Regions from separate parts of the Zea mays genome. Here region 1 is linked to region 2. A link is a contact called in public Hi-C data. All regions are on one chromosome and are shown on one strand. Each heading gives the region's core, a stretch centred on a gene start, on an enhancer-like site or on the middle of the called end of the contact. The rest is flanking DNA. Distances are from core to core; before and after follow the strand shown.

What was found. Hi-C and Micro-C count contacts between places; a contact is called where the count stands out from the background.
Region 1: a Hi-C map of tassel shows a contact between it and region 2, with 2.4 times the contacts expected there. The contact joins the promoter of LOC100280157 here to the promoter of LOC100304312 in region 2. A contact is called at or near these places in 2 of 25 Hi-C or Micro-C datasets (ear and tassel).

What each region holds. Positions count from the first base shown.
Region 1 is chr4:83,553,915-83,558,241 of Zm-B73-REFERENCE-NAM-5.0, reverse strand. LOC100280157 (THO complex subunit 4C) reads left to right here and starts at 1,480. Exons shown (of 7, transcript NM_001153089.1): 1 at 1,480-1,621; 2 at 2,887-3,099; 3 at 3,824-3,958; 4 at 4,055-4,123. The coding sequence starts at 2,944.
Region 2 is chr4:83,268,900-83,273,612 of Zm-B73-REFERENCE-NAM-5.0, reverse strand. LOC100304312 (putative leucine-rich repeat receptor-like protein kinase family protein) reads left to right here and starts at 2,683. Exons shown (of 2, transcript NM_001165754.1): 1 at 2,683-4,176; 2 at 4,284-4,713. The coding sequence starts at 2,712.

The DNA of each region.
Region 1 (4,327 bases), core at 231-2,730, 290 kb before region 2:
AATGACTGAAGGAGTAGACGTTGGGATGCAAGGTCACCCGCAAATTTTTATTCAGTGTACGCTTTTAAACAATAGCTTAGTTATAAGAAATTATGTACCAACAATAATTGAGTTATATATATGAATTTTAAGTATTTTGTTGTGCATCAACAAAAAATTTCATGAATCATTAGCTAAGTTACTTATTCAAAATAATTATTATTGGATCTTAATTATTTTTATGCAAGATAAAGAATGAAGACCGATTATTGGATCTTAATTCAAACGGCTCAAGGCCGATTATTTGGTCGATAAGACCGATTTGTCGGTCACCAATTTGATAAACCAGCAGCAACGCACAAGAAACCGAACCTCTTGTTTATTGGCAAATAAAGCATATTTAGGCCACAAAAAACAAACAAAAATGACATAAATGTTACAAGTCCAATAACAACATTTAGCGGTTCAAAATGTATTGTATGACACAGTTTTATGGTTCAAATACATTACATGCCACAATTTCATAGTTCATAAATACCATCGAAGATTCCACGGGTGTGTATTATACTCCTCTGATGAGAGCAACATAATACCTTGCTCATGCATTAACCGTGTCTTGTACTTCGCTCAAGTCTGTCCGATCCATATAGAAGTGTACTTCACGAGTCCACCGATATTTGGTAGTACTCAGGCTCCTTCCATTGGTACACCTAATCGGTTGTCGATTTACTTCACCGACGTATAATTCACATAGAAAAAAGGTTAAGACGAACCATGACGCCACCAAAAATTAGAACATTCCCAAACCGGATCGATTCAATCTAATATTCCTAAATATACCAATAATATGTTCTATTATTATAAGTATTGTTAGCCTATATTACAAGTACCCATGGTAATTTAAAAAGATTTCTAGTAAAAAGGGGAAAAATCTTTAAAACCCTAGCTTCTACTCAGTCGCCGGCTAATCGGTCCTACACACCGATTTTATCAGCTTTGCGGAGCGATTACTCGACAATCCTAGTTGTATTTTTTTCGAAACTTCCATGATCTTTAGTTTGAGATCCGCTGTGTATTTTGAATTTTGGTTTTAGTAGGAAGGCTTCAAATAATCTATAGTATTTATAAAACATTGGAATCAAAAGTTTTTAAATTTATGAAAATTTCTAAATTCAAAATATCAAAGTTATCGGCCGGTGTCGATTACTGGGCCGGCTACCGAATTTATCAACCGTATGGTGGCTACTCCCCACCATCAAACCAATCGAGACCGTCGATTTCGGACTTCGACACGATTGGAAGCATCCTCAGAGCATATTCCCACGGCCAGGATCGCTCCCGGGGTCACCGAGTACGAACCCGCGCGACCTCTCTCCCGAGTCTACTACTCTACCCGGCCAGCCCCCTCCCCTGTTTTCCTTCCCATCTCATCACAAGCAGAAGAAAATCGAGATAACGAGAGCTAGGGTTTTGATTCCAGTACTCACGCCGCATCCTGTCTCCTTCTGCCCCTCCCTCTCGGCACCGCCTCCGCCCCCTCATTCTCTCTCGCGTCATCCGGCGGAGGCTCGAGGAAACTGAGGCCGGGAGCGCCCCGAAGAATATTCTCCACCCAGTCGCCGACACCCCTGCGCGCGCGAGAGTAAGTCGCCTCCCCCGCCGCCAGTGCTCTTCGTGATGATATATTTCCAGATCCGGTTTGTCCGACGCAGATGGTAGGGCTGGAGAGGCTGCCGATGTGGTATTGAAGAGGGATTTAGGTTTGTAGAATACAACTCGGTACTTGTGGGATTCTTCGGTGTCTTGCGTAAGCCTGATTGCGCTCTCGCCTTTGCGAGTTTTTTTTTCTGTAGATGCATGAATTTTGTGTTCGTAACGTGGATTGGTGTGGGGTGGGAGAGGCTCCTTTGCCGGATTGGCCAGGTATGAGGAAATGGCTAGGCATTTCGTTTTTAGGAGTTTGAGCAGCTGCGTTTGTGGAGTTTGTGAGATTCCTTTTCAGAACATCATCAGGGTTCTCAAATATGTGTTCTGAATATCAGGATATTAGCTGTTTGGTACTTTGGTTTGCTGGCAATGACATTCCTACATGTTTAATGTCTCCACTGTCATTGCTGTAACCTATAGGAATTTCGAGTGCTTTACAACTCCTAACAACAGTTCTCAACGTTTGTTCTTCTCCTAAGGTCGCTACATAGGAACTCAACAATTTTTTTAAGTGATGGTAAATTGGAACAAGCTGCATAGCAACTGAATTGTTTTCATGTGATGATGCATCGTAAGTTTGTAACTGTATTAAGTTCAGATGGGCTTGTACCCTGATGTTTCATGTATTAGCAGTTTGATCTTAAGCAGTAGTGAAGCTAGAGCAAATCCGAAGGGGATGCACTTGAGAGCTTGCCTCATAGGTGCACAGATTTTGTGACATAGGGGGTGCCAGGGTGGAAATATGGTGACAATTTGGCTCTTATCACGTTTTTTTCATGGGTGCGGCAGCACCCAACACAGTGATTATAGATTTGCCTCTGATCTTAAGTATAGTTCATTGTTGGGCTCAGTTTATCAAATCTTCTGTAGAATTATTGTAAATTGTCAACTAGTTACTTTGAATCGATCTCAGACTGTCAGTGAACCCTTTTACACAATCCGTTTGCCTTTTAGCTTGACTACTCCAGTTTCCTCATTGCTGATGCAATAGTTTTTGTATTATCAATATCAATGTGCGATGAGCAGCTTTGTTTTAGTAATTTAGTTTCTTTATATTCGACTTTGTGTGTTTAAAGATACTCACTAGATCCAACTCATGTTACATGTTTGTCTGTTTTCTTGCAAGTTCACAGTTCGGAGCTATGTCAACCTCCCCTTTGCATATTTAAACATATCTAAAGCTTGCCATCTTTACCGCAGGTTACCATTGTACTGTTGTAGCTTGGCAGTTGGTTGACTGTGTGACAACTTTGAGCTATGTCATATTACGAAAGAAGGGGTGGAGACAGGGGTAGTGGCCGTATTCAAGGAAGTGGTGGGCGAGGTGGACATGTCCTGCGTGGAAGATCAGGATTGGCTCCCCGAGGACCTCTTGGGGTTAACTCCCGTCCATCTGCACGCACTATTGCTAAGGCAAGGCCAAACCTGTCACTATGTTTTTGTTCATGGTCAGGTTCCTGACTAAAGTAGAAACTGAATGGGGAGAGCATGCCTAAGCTTACATTATATGGAGGGGCAGGAGTATCTGTGATGTCTGTGACTAATGTGTTCTCTGTCAGTATTGTTTGGAGGCTTGGAGGGGCAGATGCAACTTTGGTAGAAATTTTGCAGTAGATCATAAGGTTGAATTTATTGAGGGGCAGAAGTAAATGGTGGTCATCTCTAATGGGAATTTTGTTGGAACACCACCATTTCTTCAAACATATGGAAGGAAATAGATGAAAAATAAAGCTGGCGGACTCCAGTTTGATGTGTCTAAATCATGATATGCTGAAGGGAAGACTCCATCAATCTTCTTGCCATATATGGAAATTGCAATGTGCCCCTTATTCAACAGTTCTGGATTCCATACTCCCATGGAAGTTCTTCTAGTCTGCTTCCATAGCAAGTGCACAAGCCATTTGTCTCCTGGACTTTTGTGATATTGGTGGAGCTCTTTCCTTCTCAGCTGTTAACTTAATGCAGTACTTCATGGTTTTGCTATTTCTCGGTTATAATTATTGCTACTCTTCCTCTAAAGACCAATGATAAGTCAATGTGGTTCGTGATGATTGGCATGATCATATGAAAAGTTTGAAGAGATATTCTTTTATAATGACATGTTCCCTCACATGCTTGGATGTTTGGCATTTTTCAGTCATTTAGCAGAACCAAAGACATGACATGGCGACCTGATCTATTTAGTGATAGCATGGCGGCTAGTGGAATAGAAACTGGTACAAAATTGTACATTTCAAACTTGGACTATGGGGTCTCTAATGAGGATATAAAGGTATGTTCAAATAACTTGTCTGTCTGGTTTTATATTTTTTCATTGTTTGATACAGAACCATCAAACTGAAATTTTATTTTCACAATTGCCTTGTAGGAGCTGTTTTCGGAAGTTGGTCATTTGAAACGCTTTGCTGTTCACTACGATGGTTATGGCCGCCCAAATGTTCGTACCTTCTAGAAATCCATATTTACTGCATGTACCATCAGCAATTTTATCTTTCTGTTGGCTGTAGATCAATATGTTTACATGTTAATTGCCATTATTCTTATTTTGTGGTAAGAGTTGAAGCTAAATGCCCAAGACAATTTGTATCTAGCATTTGTGATCATGAGGACTAAATCAGAGTTGTTCAGTAGAATGTTTGAC
Region 2 (4,713 bases), core at 1,434-3,933:
AGTAAACACCTATCATCATGAATGAATTTAGAAAGCTGCAAACAGCCAAATACACTAATATTAGTACTGTACGTATATTTTTAACATTTTCCTCCATCAACATACCCTAGATCTCTTGACGGATTTTTTGTTGATAAAAATTGGTCTTCTGAAATAGCTTGAAATAGCACAGACTAATTGGGTCTAACTAGACCTTCCACATTTATTTACCAAGGGGTGTTAATTGCCACCAACATGCTCTTCTAGAACACTATTGAACATGTGAAAAGCTTAGCTTGATCTCAAATCTTGCATGTAATTTATTTTTATCTTCCCTCATTCACCTGCTCAAAATTATCTGAACCAATATTTGATATTGATGCTAATCTATATTTAAGAAAGGCATGTATGAAAAATGGGAGGCTCCATTTGAGCACAACCCTTAAACATTTGCCAACACATGATATCTTCGTTGATGTAACACTGGAACTGCATCACAAAAAAATTATAGCGCGGATAGGGCACGATTCAATTCTAGTACTATATAGATCTGAGTGAATGAAATGGGTGTTGGGCTTCTCTTTCACGTTCTTAAAAAAATTAGGTGGTTGTTTATCTAGCACATAAGCATTGCACTTTGATATCCTAACAACAGGATTTGTACCCTCAAGGTACTTTTAGTTGGCCACAGTTAATTTGGGTTCTATGAGAGAGATTTCTTTGGGGGCCTCAGCGAGATGGACTTTCCTCTATCCAATCTATATACTTTATTTTAATGAATAACTCCACTCAAAATTTTCAGGTTTTGCTTTGGAAACTAAACCTTTGGCTCAAAATTTTAAAAAAATGTGGTATTTATGGAGGGGAGTAACTCTCACAAAAGATAACCTAGCGAAACGAAAGTAGAAGGGAAGTTTGAAGTGCAATTTTCTCTACTATATAATGCACTTATTTTAACGGTAGTCCCATGTCATCATTTCTCTTCCCGTTTAATGCAAAAATAAAGTAAAATTATGCACAAGTGTGGGTTTGAACCTTGGTTGTTGGCTCCACATTCACACCCACCTAACTAATAGAATACACATATTTTTATGTTTTATTAGAATAAAGTCTACCCATTTGATATATAGAAACAATAGCAATGAACGGGTAACTGACTAGTTGTAACCAAAATGAGAGTATTCGACACCTTTTCTTTGATTTTTACCTTGTTACAAACATATGGAGAACCATTTTCTTTGGCTTCCACATAGACAAATCGTCTAGTATTAATCATATTACGGGGGCTTGTGAATCTAACAAAGGAACTTTTAATTGGAATTGTGGTAATGTTTTGGTCCATTTGGCTCTGCAATGGTGGCATTTTTAATCATAAATCAATATCGTCAATTCTGCATGTTATTTCATAGGAACATATTGGTTTCGATTTTGGAGACCGCTACAGAAGAATCACACCAAGAAGCCCTCAATTTTTATCAATCCTTTAGAGAAGGTGGCCATGAGATCTTCACAAGCCACGGATAACGATGCAATACTAGAATTATGGCTACTTAATTTGTTTATGGTTCCAAATATATATATATATATATATATATATATGTATATTCTCATAGTTGTTCATCGAGCTTGTATGTACGAAACTACAAAAGGTTAGAACTTGTTTTCGCTATCAAAAAATGTGCACATATTAATAAATGCACATACATACATTAAATATCTATCAATATCAATCTATAAATATATAAAATAAAAATTCACTTAAGAACCGATACCAAGGCCCTATTCGGAACTGCTCTAAGTTCCAAAAAATTTGGTGGAGTTAGTGGAGCAGGTTATTAGGAGCTCCAGAAAATCATGAAGTTAGAGTTGTGAACATTTAAAAGACATTTAAATAAATTATTTTTTATTATTTATTTCAAAAATATTTTTAAAACTATATAAATTTATATTATAAAATGTAGCTTTACGCTAGAGCCGGAACCTGGAGCAGTACGAAACACCCTTTAAATAACTTTTTTAGTAATTGTATTTTTTTGCTAGAACCTATATTAAAATTAATCTTTAGTATCGGTTCATGCCACAATATTAAACATGGAGAATAGAGCATTTTACATATTTAGCCTAAAAAGGAAAAGAAAAAACATAGAATACATATTTTATATATTCTAGCTGGAATACAGACACAAGAAAAGAAGGCAGGACAGGACTACGGTCCAGGAGGAGAAGGCAAGGCGTTTCCGGCGACGCGTTCCTCGGCGCGCGCCTGCCCGCTCCCATCCAAACGCCAAGCCTCAGTTCTTTCACCTCATGCCGTCAGATCCCCAGCTGTCAATCTCCTTCCTCGACCGGCGCTCCCTCGCCCAGTCCGAGCCCAGTACCACAGCACTAGTACTAATATATTCTGCCGTCCATGGCGACCTAGCTTAGCAGCTGCTGCACTGCAGATCTCTCACCCGCCTTCTGTTTATGGCTAAACTAGTCGAGTTAATTACAGGTGTTAAACTGTGCTGTGCGGCATCGGTGGCTTCACAGTTCACACCACGAACCAGAGGACTAGAGGAGTACGTATAAAAAGGCTCGTGTCATTTCCCGCCAATTTTACACGCGTCCGATCCAACCACACGTCCGCGCCACTGATTCCTCCAAAGCTCCATCTCCTCTTTTGACAGACGCGGCGACACTCTTGTCCTGCCCGACGTTTTTCTTGTTGCGCGCGCCCAGCCGGCTGCTTTATGCCATTGGCATCGTTGATCTATACTCAGGTTCCGAGCGCCTTGCTTGCCTGCCTGGAAGCTGCAGACATTGCAGCGGCGCCGGCGATGGCGCGCCAGCGGCGGGCGATCGGCGGTGCCCGCGCGGCGGTCCCGTTCGCGCTGCTTGCGCTGCTCGCCTCCGCGCTGCCTGGCCTTATGGCGCAGAACCTGGCGGGGGACCGCGCGGCGCTGCTGGCGCTGCGGAGCGCACTGGACAGCCGGGGCCTCCTCCCGTGGGACACCACGGAGCTGTCGCCGTGCGGATGGCGCGGCGTCGTGTGCGACAACCAGACCCAGGCGGCCGGGCCCGGGTCCCGCCGCGTCGTCGAGCTGCGGCTGCCCGGGAAGCGGCTGGTCGGGACGATACCGCTCGGCACGGTCGGGAACCTCACCGTGCTGCAGACGCTGTCGCTCCGCCGCAACGCAATCACCGGGGGTATCCCGGCCGACATCGGCAACTGCGCCCAGCTAACCGTCGTCAACCTGACGGCCAACCAGTTCACCGGCGCCGTGCCGGAGGGCCTCTTCTCGCTCGCGGCGCTCAGGCAGGTCGATCTCTCTCGGAACCGCCTTGTCGGCGGCGTGTCGGAGGAGTTTAACAGGCTCAAGCAGCTGGACACGTTGTTCCTCGACAGCAACGACTTGGCCGGCCTGCTTCCGCCGGGCCTTTACCTTCCCAACCTTTCGCGCTTCAACGTGTCGTTCAACGCGCAGCTCATTGGCCCCGTGCCGGCGTCGCTCGCTAGGATGCCGGCGAGCGCGTTCCGCGGCACGGGGCTCTGCGACGGCCCTCTCCCCGCGTGCACCGACTCCACGCCCCCGGCGCCTCCACCGGCGGCTTCGTCTGCGGGTGGCGAAAAGAAGAAGCACCTGTCCCGTTGGGCAATCGTCGGCATCGTCGGCGGCGCGGCGCTCGTTCTCCTGCTCATCATGGCGCTCGTCGCTTGCTTTCGCCGACGCCAGGCGGCGGCGGCGGCGGCGGCGGGGAGGCCCGCGGGTGCTGCGGCGGCAAATGTGCACGAGGCAACCGCGCCTGTAACGGTGACCTTGGCGAGGACGGACAGTGACGCCGTGAAGCAGTCGCACGCCCCGCCGCTCGCGCCGGCGATGATAAGCGAGGGCAAGAAGCTGGTGTTCCTGGGGAGCACGCCGGAGAGGCCGTACGACCTGGAGACGCTTCTGCGAGCGTCGGCCGAGGTGCTCGCCAAGGGCCCGCTCGGCACGACGTACCGCGCCACACTAGACGGCGGCGAGCCCGTGCTCGCCGTCAAGCGGCTCCGCGAGGTGCACCTCTCCGAGGACGAGTTCTGCAACAAGGCGACCGCGCTTGGTGCGCTCCATCACCACAACTTGACCCGCCTGCGCGCCTACTTCTACAGCAAGGAGGAGAAGCTCCTCGTCTACGACTTCGTCGGCGCCGGCAGCCTCTCCGCCGTCCTCCACGGTCCGTGCCCCTGCCCCTAAACTTGTCTTCTCGTCGTGACGTCATGTACTATTGTGTACATATGGGATGGATGAACACCATGTTCGCGTTCTTTTCTTGCATCGCAGACGGAGGCGCGGAGGGCCGTGCGCGGCTGGACTTCACGGCGCGCGCCCGCATCGCGCTAGCGGCGGCGCGCGGTGTGGCCTTCATCCACCACTCCGGGGCCAAGTCGTCCCATGGCAACATCAAGTCATCCAACATCGTCGTCACCGGGACGCGCGACGGCGCCTACGTCTCCGATTACGGCATCGCTCAGCTCACGGGTGCCGCAGCGCCGCCGAGGCGGGGCGCCGGGTACAACGCCCCGGAGGTGAACGACGCCCGCAGCGTGCCGCAGAGCGCCGACGTGTACAGTTTCGGCGTGGTGGTACTGGAGCTGCTCAGCGGACGCGCTCCGTTGCACGCGCTGCGCGAAGGCGCCGACGGCGTGAACCTGCCACGATGGGTGCGCTCCGTGGTGCAGGAGGAGTGGACGTCCGAGGTGTTCGACGCCGG